Linked DNA regions of Mus musculus: region 2 is linked to region 1. The links are chromatin contacts, called in public HiChIP or PLAC-seq maps. All regions are on one chromosome and are shown on one strand. Each heading gives the region's core, a stretch centred on a gene start, on an enhancer-like site or on the middle of the called end of the contact. The rest is flanking DNA. Distances are from core to core; before and after follow the strand shown.

Evidence for each region. HiChIP or PLAC-seq counts read pairs in DNA pulled down with a chosen protein or histone mark.
Region 2: an H3K27ac HiChIP or PLAC-seq map of embryonic stem cells shows a contact between it and region 1, with 3 times the contacts expected there. The contact joins the enhancer-like site here to the promoter of Ppp2r1b in region 1. A contact is called at or near these places in 7 of 39 promoter capture datasets (the C10 cell line, the HPC-7 cell line, cranial neural crest and 4 more), 2 of 15 datasets of contacts at CTCF or cohesin (CD8 T cells and large pre-B cells), 16 of 484 Hi-C or Micro-C datasets (the CH12 cell line, the HL-1 cell line, the N1E-115 cell line and 10 more), 30 of 115 datasets of contacts at active chromatin or transcription factors (the 230-238 cell line, the HPC-7 cell line, the SCID.adh cell line and 18 more) and 4 of 9 other capture datasets (adipose tissue, embryonic stem cells, liver and 1 more).

The regions. Positions count from the first base shown.
Region 1 is chr9:50,854,753-50,858,609 of GRCm38.p6, forward strand. Ppp2r1b (protein phosphatase 2, regulatory subunit A, beta) reads left to right here and starts at 2,172. Exons shown (of 15, transcript NM_028614.3): 1 at 2,172-2,346; 2 at 3,084-3,174. The coding sequence starts at 2,233.
Region 2 is chr9:50,984,966-50,988,681 of GRCm38.p6, forward strand. The region is part of intron 3 of Sik2 (salt inducible kinase 2); the gene reads right to left. Among named protein-coding and RNA genes, the nearest start is that of Sik2, 22 kb to the right of the region's middle. Within about 2 kb of position 1,931, at least 34 of the 459 cell types and tissues checked have an H3K27ac peak or open chromatin away from gene starts, as enhancers often do. A contact at or near this core is called in the HPC-7 cell line, the N1E-115 cell line, embryonic stem cells and 3 more, where this site is marked.

The DNA of each region.
Region 1 (3,857 bases), core at 922-3,421:
TCTCTTGCCACTGTCTCCTAAGCACTGAGACTGTGAGCATGCACCTGGGTGTACTTTTTTGGGGAGTTGGGGGACAGGGTCTTACTCCAAGGTCTGTAGCCTTGGGTGACCTGGAGCTCACTATGTAGAGCAGGCGGGTTTCAAGTTCACAAAGCCCCCACCTGCCTCTCTGTCTTCCTCGTGCTGGGGTTAAAGGCATGAACCCTTAAACATGGCTGGATCCATTTTTAAAGACAAAAAAAAAAAAAAATCCCGAGAACTCAGTCAAATTATTAAATGTTACTTAAATTTTCAAATATAAACCAACATTATGTTCTCTTAAAACTAGTCTTTATACAGCTACAAAACCAGATTTACAAGTTAAATATACATGAAGCCACAAGGCCAATATTATTAAAATCAATAATGTTGATATTTTTGTAATTTAGTATGACAAATGTGTCTGACACTAAAGCCAAGCCACGCTTTGGGAGTCTGGGCTTGCTGGCCCAAGCTCAGCTTCTCTAGGCTTTGCTCTGCTCATGCCTCCAGTTTCTCCCCCTTTTTTTTTTTTTTTTTTTTTTTACCTTGTTTAGAGCCATTGAGACTGTAATTGCATGGTACCCTCTGTCTTCCATTTTGTGCATAAAAACATATTTTTCATTTAGCTTCCACCTCTGTTCATTTCTTAGGAGCCCAGAACAATGAAAGCTGTGCTGAAACTCACGCAAATACGGGTGCTGAAATCCTGTGCAGGGCTGATTCAGGTAGTCCCTGGGGGCCAGCTAGATGGCTCAGTGGATAAAGGCATGTGTCACCAAACCTGACAACCAGAGTTCAGTTACTGGAACCCACTTGGTAGAAGTAGATAACCCACTCCGCAAGCTGTCCTCTGACTACACTTGTTCAGTGGCTCATGTGTGTACATACCACACATATACACAGTTTTTGTAATTAAAAAAGATAGCCACCCCAGCAGTCCAGACCATGCCTTAAGTAAGTGAATCTAAAAATTATCAAAATAAAACGAGAGTCTTCAAGCATTCATTCGTGGACAGAAGTTGAAAAAACAAAAACCGCAAACTGAAGTCTGTTGGTTCTCAAGCTTTGACTATGAAAGGCTATCTCCTAGTAGGCATCCCATGCTTTAAAAAGAAAAAAAAAAAAACTTACCTCCTAAGTTGCATTTATTAATGACAATTTCCTTAAGGCACAAAATAGTGTCATCTGAGAACTTGTGACAGAGCTACCAATCTAAGTTGCTTATATCTAAGTCGAAAGGAGAGATAGTTACTTTGTGCCATTCCATAGGGCAAGTGGAACATTTTCCATTAAGTTCTGTGTAAAAAGGCCCAGGCCCACCTCCTCCTGGAGTCCTTTAGGGGGACTCCTGGAGGTCTAGGGAGGCCAGTTTACACCCGCACCGAACTGGGGTGAGTAAAACTGGGCCCAGTTATGTTAGGTTGTTGTGCTTCTTGGTAAAGAAGGAAAAAAAAAGAGAAGACAATACAACAGAAGGCGCCATTCCAGTACCACACTGAAAAGAAACACAAAAACAAGAGAGCAGCATGTTTTGAACAGCTTGCGTGGAAAAAATATTGACTGGGGAGTTTGGACAGCACTGTTCATTTTCTCTCACCGCCCTCATTATTTGTCTTAAGGAGCAGGAGCCAGCCACGATTTTGGCAAACAGGCCAGAGGAAGGTGTGTGTGTGTGTGTGTGTGTGTGTGTGTGTGTGTGTGTGCGCGCGCGCGCGCGTGTAGAGGCTTGTCGCCCAAGGGGAAATTAAGACCAAGACCCAGTGGCTCAGGGCCAGCATGAAGCCTGGGGGTGGGGGTGGAGGTTGGGGTGGAGGGGGAGGTGTTAAAGCTTCTTCCTCCTGGCCTGTCTCTGAGTTCTACTTGAGGCTCGGCATCCATCATTAAGGCCCGTCTCCTTCAGAGCACAGCAAGGAGACGATGAATCCCTGCCCTTGTTTCTTTCGGCTGGGGAAAGGATGCAGGGGTTCCATTGGTTTTTTCGGCCCGCCCTTCTTCTGGAGTTCAGACCTCCAGTTCCAGCAATGGGGGTCAGGCCGGAGCCTCCACGCGCAGGGAAAAAACTTGATTCCATCAGTTCCTCGGAGCCGGCTGATTGGATTTAGCCCCGCCTGTTTGTGTGTGGGGCGTGGCCTGAGCGCGGGGCGTGGCCTGAGCGCGGGGCGTGGTCTGGGCACGGGGCCTTCGGCGGCGACCAGCCAGAGGAGGAAGAACATGGCGGGCGCAGCAGGGCCAGGGTCCGGTCCGGGGGCAGCGGGTGGAGATGGAGACGATTCGCTCTACCCGATCGCGGTTTTAATCGACGAGCTCCGCAATGAGGACGTGCAGGTACTAGGCTGGGCTGGGGAGCCGAGGCGAGGGCGGAAGCGCACATGGTAGGGAAGCGGAAAGGCCGGCTCAGCCCTGGGGGCGACCCCCGGGGTGGCAGAGTCGTATTCAGCCCCGGGACGGAGGCGTGGGGCGGCGGGTGCGCGGTGGTCCGTCTCAGCTCCGCTGCCCTCCTCCGACCCTCTGGGGTGGTGGCGTCCATCTGCTCCCGGCAGTGGGCGGGGAACCGGTTCGCACCTCGGGTGGACCAGCGCAGGCGGGCTGCGGGGCCGCCGGGAGCGGAGGAGCGGCCCCCGGCCCCCGTTCCCTTTGAAGTGATGCGGAGTGTCCGTCCCCGGGCAAACTAGCTGGGCTGGTTGGGTGGAAAGAGCGCGGCGGCTGATTAACCCAGATGAGTGGTGCATCAGTTGTGATAGAACTTTTCCCTGAAAAGGGAGGAGTTGTGCTTAACCGTTTCTTTCACCCACTTCTCTCCATCCAGAGTTCTCTCTTTTCAGACCCTCTCATTGTCCGCGTGTTTTCATTCATTCGTTTCTTCCCCGGCCCTTCAGTGTTCTCCCTAAGATAGCTTCTGGCTAATGACGTGTTAAACGGTCCTTGAGTTTTCCTAGGATTAAGATCTAAGTGAAAGGCTCATTCATCATTATACTGTGTCCCAGTATCTCACCTATTTGCTTCTTTGACCAGAATTGCAATCATCTCTTTGCTTTGTTCTCCCTCCCACTTTGTTTTTAAAGCTCCGTCTCAACAGTATTAAGAAGTTATCAACTATAGCTCTAGCACTCGGGGTAGAAAGGACTCGAACGGAACTGCTGCCTTTCCTTACAGGTTTGTGTCCCTTGAAAGATACACGCTCCATTTCTATTGGCTTTTAAACTATTTTTATTTAATTTTCTTAGTTTGTTACCTAGAGTAGCGATAAGTACTAGACTGAGCCTTGCCTTCTGCAAGGTGTATAGAAATGCTACATATAGTCAGACATACTCAAACATAAACCGTGTAGCTAGTGGGAAGGTGATTGATGTGAAATATGGATTTCTTTGTAAATGATTTATTTTATATGCATTGGTGTTTTGCCTGCATGTGAAAGTGACAGATCCCCTGGAACTGGAGTTATAGGCAGTTGTTAAGTTGCCATGTGGGTGCTGGGCATTGAACGCTGCTTCTCTGGAAGAGCAGCCAGTGCCCTTAACCACTGAGCCATCTCTCCAGCTCCAGGATGTGAGTTTCTTAATAATTGTGTGAAACATTCAGGAAGACTTGTGGTAGTCATCTATAAGATGGAACACAGCTCCAATATAGCTCCAATATAGGAGCTAGAGAAAGCACCCAAGGAGCTGAAGGGGTCTGCAGCCCTATAGGTGGAACAACAATATGAACTAACCAGTACCCCCGGAGCTCGTGTCTCTAGCTGCATATGTAGCAGAAGATGGCCTAGTCGGCCATCACTGGGAAGAGAGGCCCCTTGATCTTGCAAACTTTATATGCCCCAGTACAGGGGAACGCCAGGG
Region 2 (3,716 bases), core at 681-3,180, 130 kb after region 1:
GCTGATATGGATGCAACCAAGTGCAAGGCCAGTGTTTTTCTTAGCTCACTGTGGCTGAACTAGGGATGCTGGACAGGAGATCAGCTCACCACCCACACAGCAAAGGTCAGTCTCTAGCCATAACTAAAGGCTGGCTGCATAAACTCCTCTAATGCAATGTCAAGCCATCCCTGTTTTTTGGATTTTGTTGTCATTGCTTTTTTTTTTTTTTTTTTTTTTTTTTAAATCTCCAGCCCAGTACCAACTACAACTACAGCACTTGGGAAACTCAAACAGCTCAGATTTTTGCTTGCTGATATGGTAAGGAAGACAGGTCTACAAACTTTATGTGGCCTGCCCATGGATGTCTACATCAGCAGTTAAAGGCGGAACTAGAATTAGAACACAAGACCTTTCTCTGGGCATTTTAAATATTTGCCCAATTTAAATAAAAGCCAGAGGAAAGGTCAGTGACCCCTCAATCAGGCTCCATGCTGGAGTTTATGGAGTTCCTAGTTTTTCTAAAGACTGGCTAAATTTACATATAATTCAATTAGATCTGATATCTTCAAAGATAACATTATTTCACATCTCTAATAAATATTAAAATCCTAAATTTTCTAAGGATAGTTAAGTTTTATCTCACCATTTGCACACCCCTTCAACTTTTCCACACTGGCATCTACCATAATCAAATGTGTGAAAATAACATTTACCCACAGATCTATGTGCTCAGCCAATAAAATTCAAAAGTCACATGCCTAGAATAGGACTGGAAAGGAAGATAGGAACGGGCAATTATCACACTAATTTTTTTTTTTTGATACTGAATTTACTGGAAGGTACATAGTCTAAGTAGAAAAATGACAGAAGAGACTGGCTATGATTGAGGGATCATTTTGACAGTCATACTGGACCCTATGAGGGACTAATTGGGAAACAGAGATGAAGTAACTAAAATGAGAAATGATGAAAGTCTAAACTAAAGCGATGGTGGAAAAACTAGAGATGGAGGTAAATTTAAGTAATAGTCCCCTGGGACCTTAATTAGGAAATTTTTAAAAACCTAAAATTTAAATTAGAGTCAAAGTAGTTATGTGAAGTGAGTACCAATTCCGAAAGCAAAAATTGAAAGCAAATGGGGTCCTAATCTAACCTTATCTTTAGACTATTAAGATAGTAATCTACAGCCATGAAGACGTCTCTGGTTCTCCGAGGAATGGTCTAAAGGTATTTTGATTTAAACAAAGCCCTTTTCAATGATCACAGCTGGCATCTCAGTATGTTACCATTGAAAGGGAAAGACAGGAAATGAATCAATAAACCCCAGGCACAAATTCAGCCTGAAAAGACACAGCATATCAAGGGGTAGAAATCTGAAAACAAAGGCTATGGGTAATTTAATTACCAGGCCGGAATCTGCTGACTGCCGGTTTAATTGTTTGAACAGAACCCAAGTTGTCTGCCGAGGCAACCGCTCTATGATTTTTGCACCATTTACTGCACGTGACCACACGGATAAGTAAGAAATAGTTCTAAAGAATGTTGAATCACTTGAATAACTTTCATTAATCACACCTATAAGTCCAAAGGAAAAAGCCGACATCTTTTAAAGCATATTCATTTGCTATTGCACATCATAGGCTCCAGAGAAAATGGTATCTTTTAGGTATTTTAAGATCTAGAAAATAAAGTTACCAGGGTTAAATGTACATGTGCTCATTTACCATGATACCTGAAAAGGATATTTTAAGGGAGGAATAGGAGACAGAGTAAAGTTAAATATAAGGTAGAACTATCATTAAATACCAAAAAACTGCTTAGGATTCTAGAGGAAACCAGTTTCTCCCTTGATTCAGTTGGTATTTCCTCATTCATGTTTATCTCCCCAAGAGTAAACACTCCTTTCAAAAGCAGGACAAAGAAGTGCCTGAGACTACTTAACTGGCAGCATTCTCTCCTGGGCTTCCCTGAGTAAATAAGTCCTACAAAGGCCAAAGTAGACTATTACATTGTTCACTCAACAGGCATTTATAAAATGGTTTGTATTTTGCTAAATCCTAACCAGTACTTTTACAATCTGTTAGAGAGAAAAAAAGGTAGACATGAAATGCTAGAGATAGCTCAGCTGGTAGGATGCTTGCATGCCAGGCAAGAAGTCCTGGTTTGATCCCAAGCACTTAGGAGGTGAAGGCACAAAGACCAGAAATTCAAGGTAATCTTGAGCTACATAAAGCTCTAAGCTACAAGAGACCTTGTCACAAAGCAAGCAAACAGTGCAGAGATGGCTCAGTGAGTCAAGTACTTTCTGTTCTAGCCTGAGGACCCCCAACAGCCACATAATAGGTATGCATGGTAAACTCATTGATCTGCAATCCCTGTGCAGAGATGATGACAGGCAGGATTCCCAGCACTCAACTGGCTAGTCAGTGTAGCTCAGAGTGACTTCTAGGCTCAGTAAGAGACTCTGTCTTGAAAAGAAAAATATGGTGTAGAGTCATATAAAAAGATACTCATACTGTAAGATGTAAGGTGAAATAAACTCTTTCAAAAAATTAAATTAAGATAACAAAATCTGAGTATAAAAATGAGTGTGTCATAATTCATATAATACTTGGATTAAAGAAAAATAGCATTCACTACCCACTTTTAAATTAATTCTTCACCTAGACAAAAAAAAGCAGAAATGAAGCTGTGTTAAAATTAATCTCTGTATATATTTTCTAGTGCTTACTACAAAAGAAAAAATTTCTTACTCTCTTCAGCACATTTCCAGTAATAAATGAACCCAAAAGATTAAATAAATAAATAAATAAATAAAAATAAATAAATAAATACCCAATATTAGTTTCTGGTCTCTACTTGTACAGATACATACACTATATACACAAACCCAGATATAACAATAACAAAATACAATAGCAACAAAAAGATATTAAGACTAATAATAATGAAAACTAGTTTTGTAGATACATTATCAATATAAGTTGTACAGAATAACTTAGAATATTTTCCTATAAGGAAATCAATATAGATAGAATTAATTAAGAACCACTTTTGACTAGATAGAATTTCAATTAGTTTGAAAGAAGTAATAAAGGAGGGATGGAGGAAGGAAGGAAAGGAGGGAAGGCTTGAAAGACATAGAGAACAAAGGGTTTCCAGATCAACATTAGCACAAATCTGAAATTTGTATGTTCTATTTTGAGAACGAAAAGGAGCATCAGAAAGGTCTTGTGACAGATAAATAGATCTAGCTCTGAGATTTTCATTGTACTTAAGAGGTGATATAAGGGCTTTTATATTCTCCTGTCTCTAATGACAAATACTTGCCAAGTTCTATAACCATCCATGGTTGCCGCCTGTTGGAACGCAGATGAAAAGATACATTGTGTACTTCGGTTTTATTTTTTGAGACTTAAGCCTAACTGTCCTGGAACTCACTGTGTAGACTAGGCTCATCTCAAACTCAAGAGATCCATCTGCTTCTGCCTCCTGAGTGCTGCAATTATAGGTGTGTGCCACCACACCTTCTTCAAACTGTACTCGTGTTCAGACTCTTGCTCAGCAGTATCTGTAAGGTTTATTTATGTGGTATTGTAGGCTTATAAAGAGCACTCCTCCTGCCTTCAGAACCATCTTCCTTTGCATACATAATATACAGACTTTTGGATACATTATCCCACTGGTGGACATCTTGATTTCTCTTCCTTTGACATTATAAAAAGGGTTGCTAT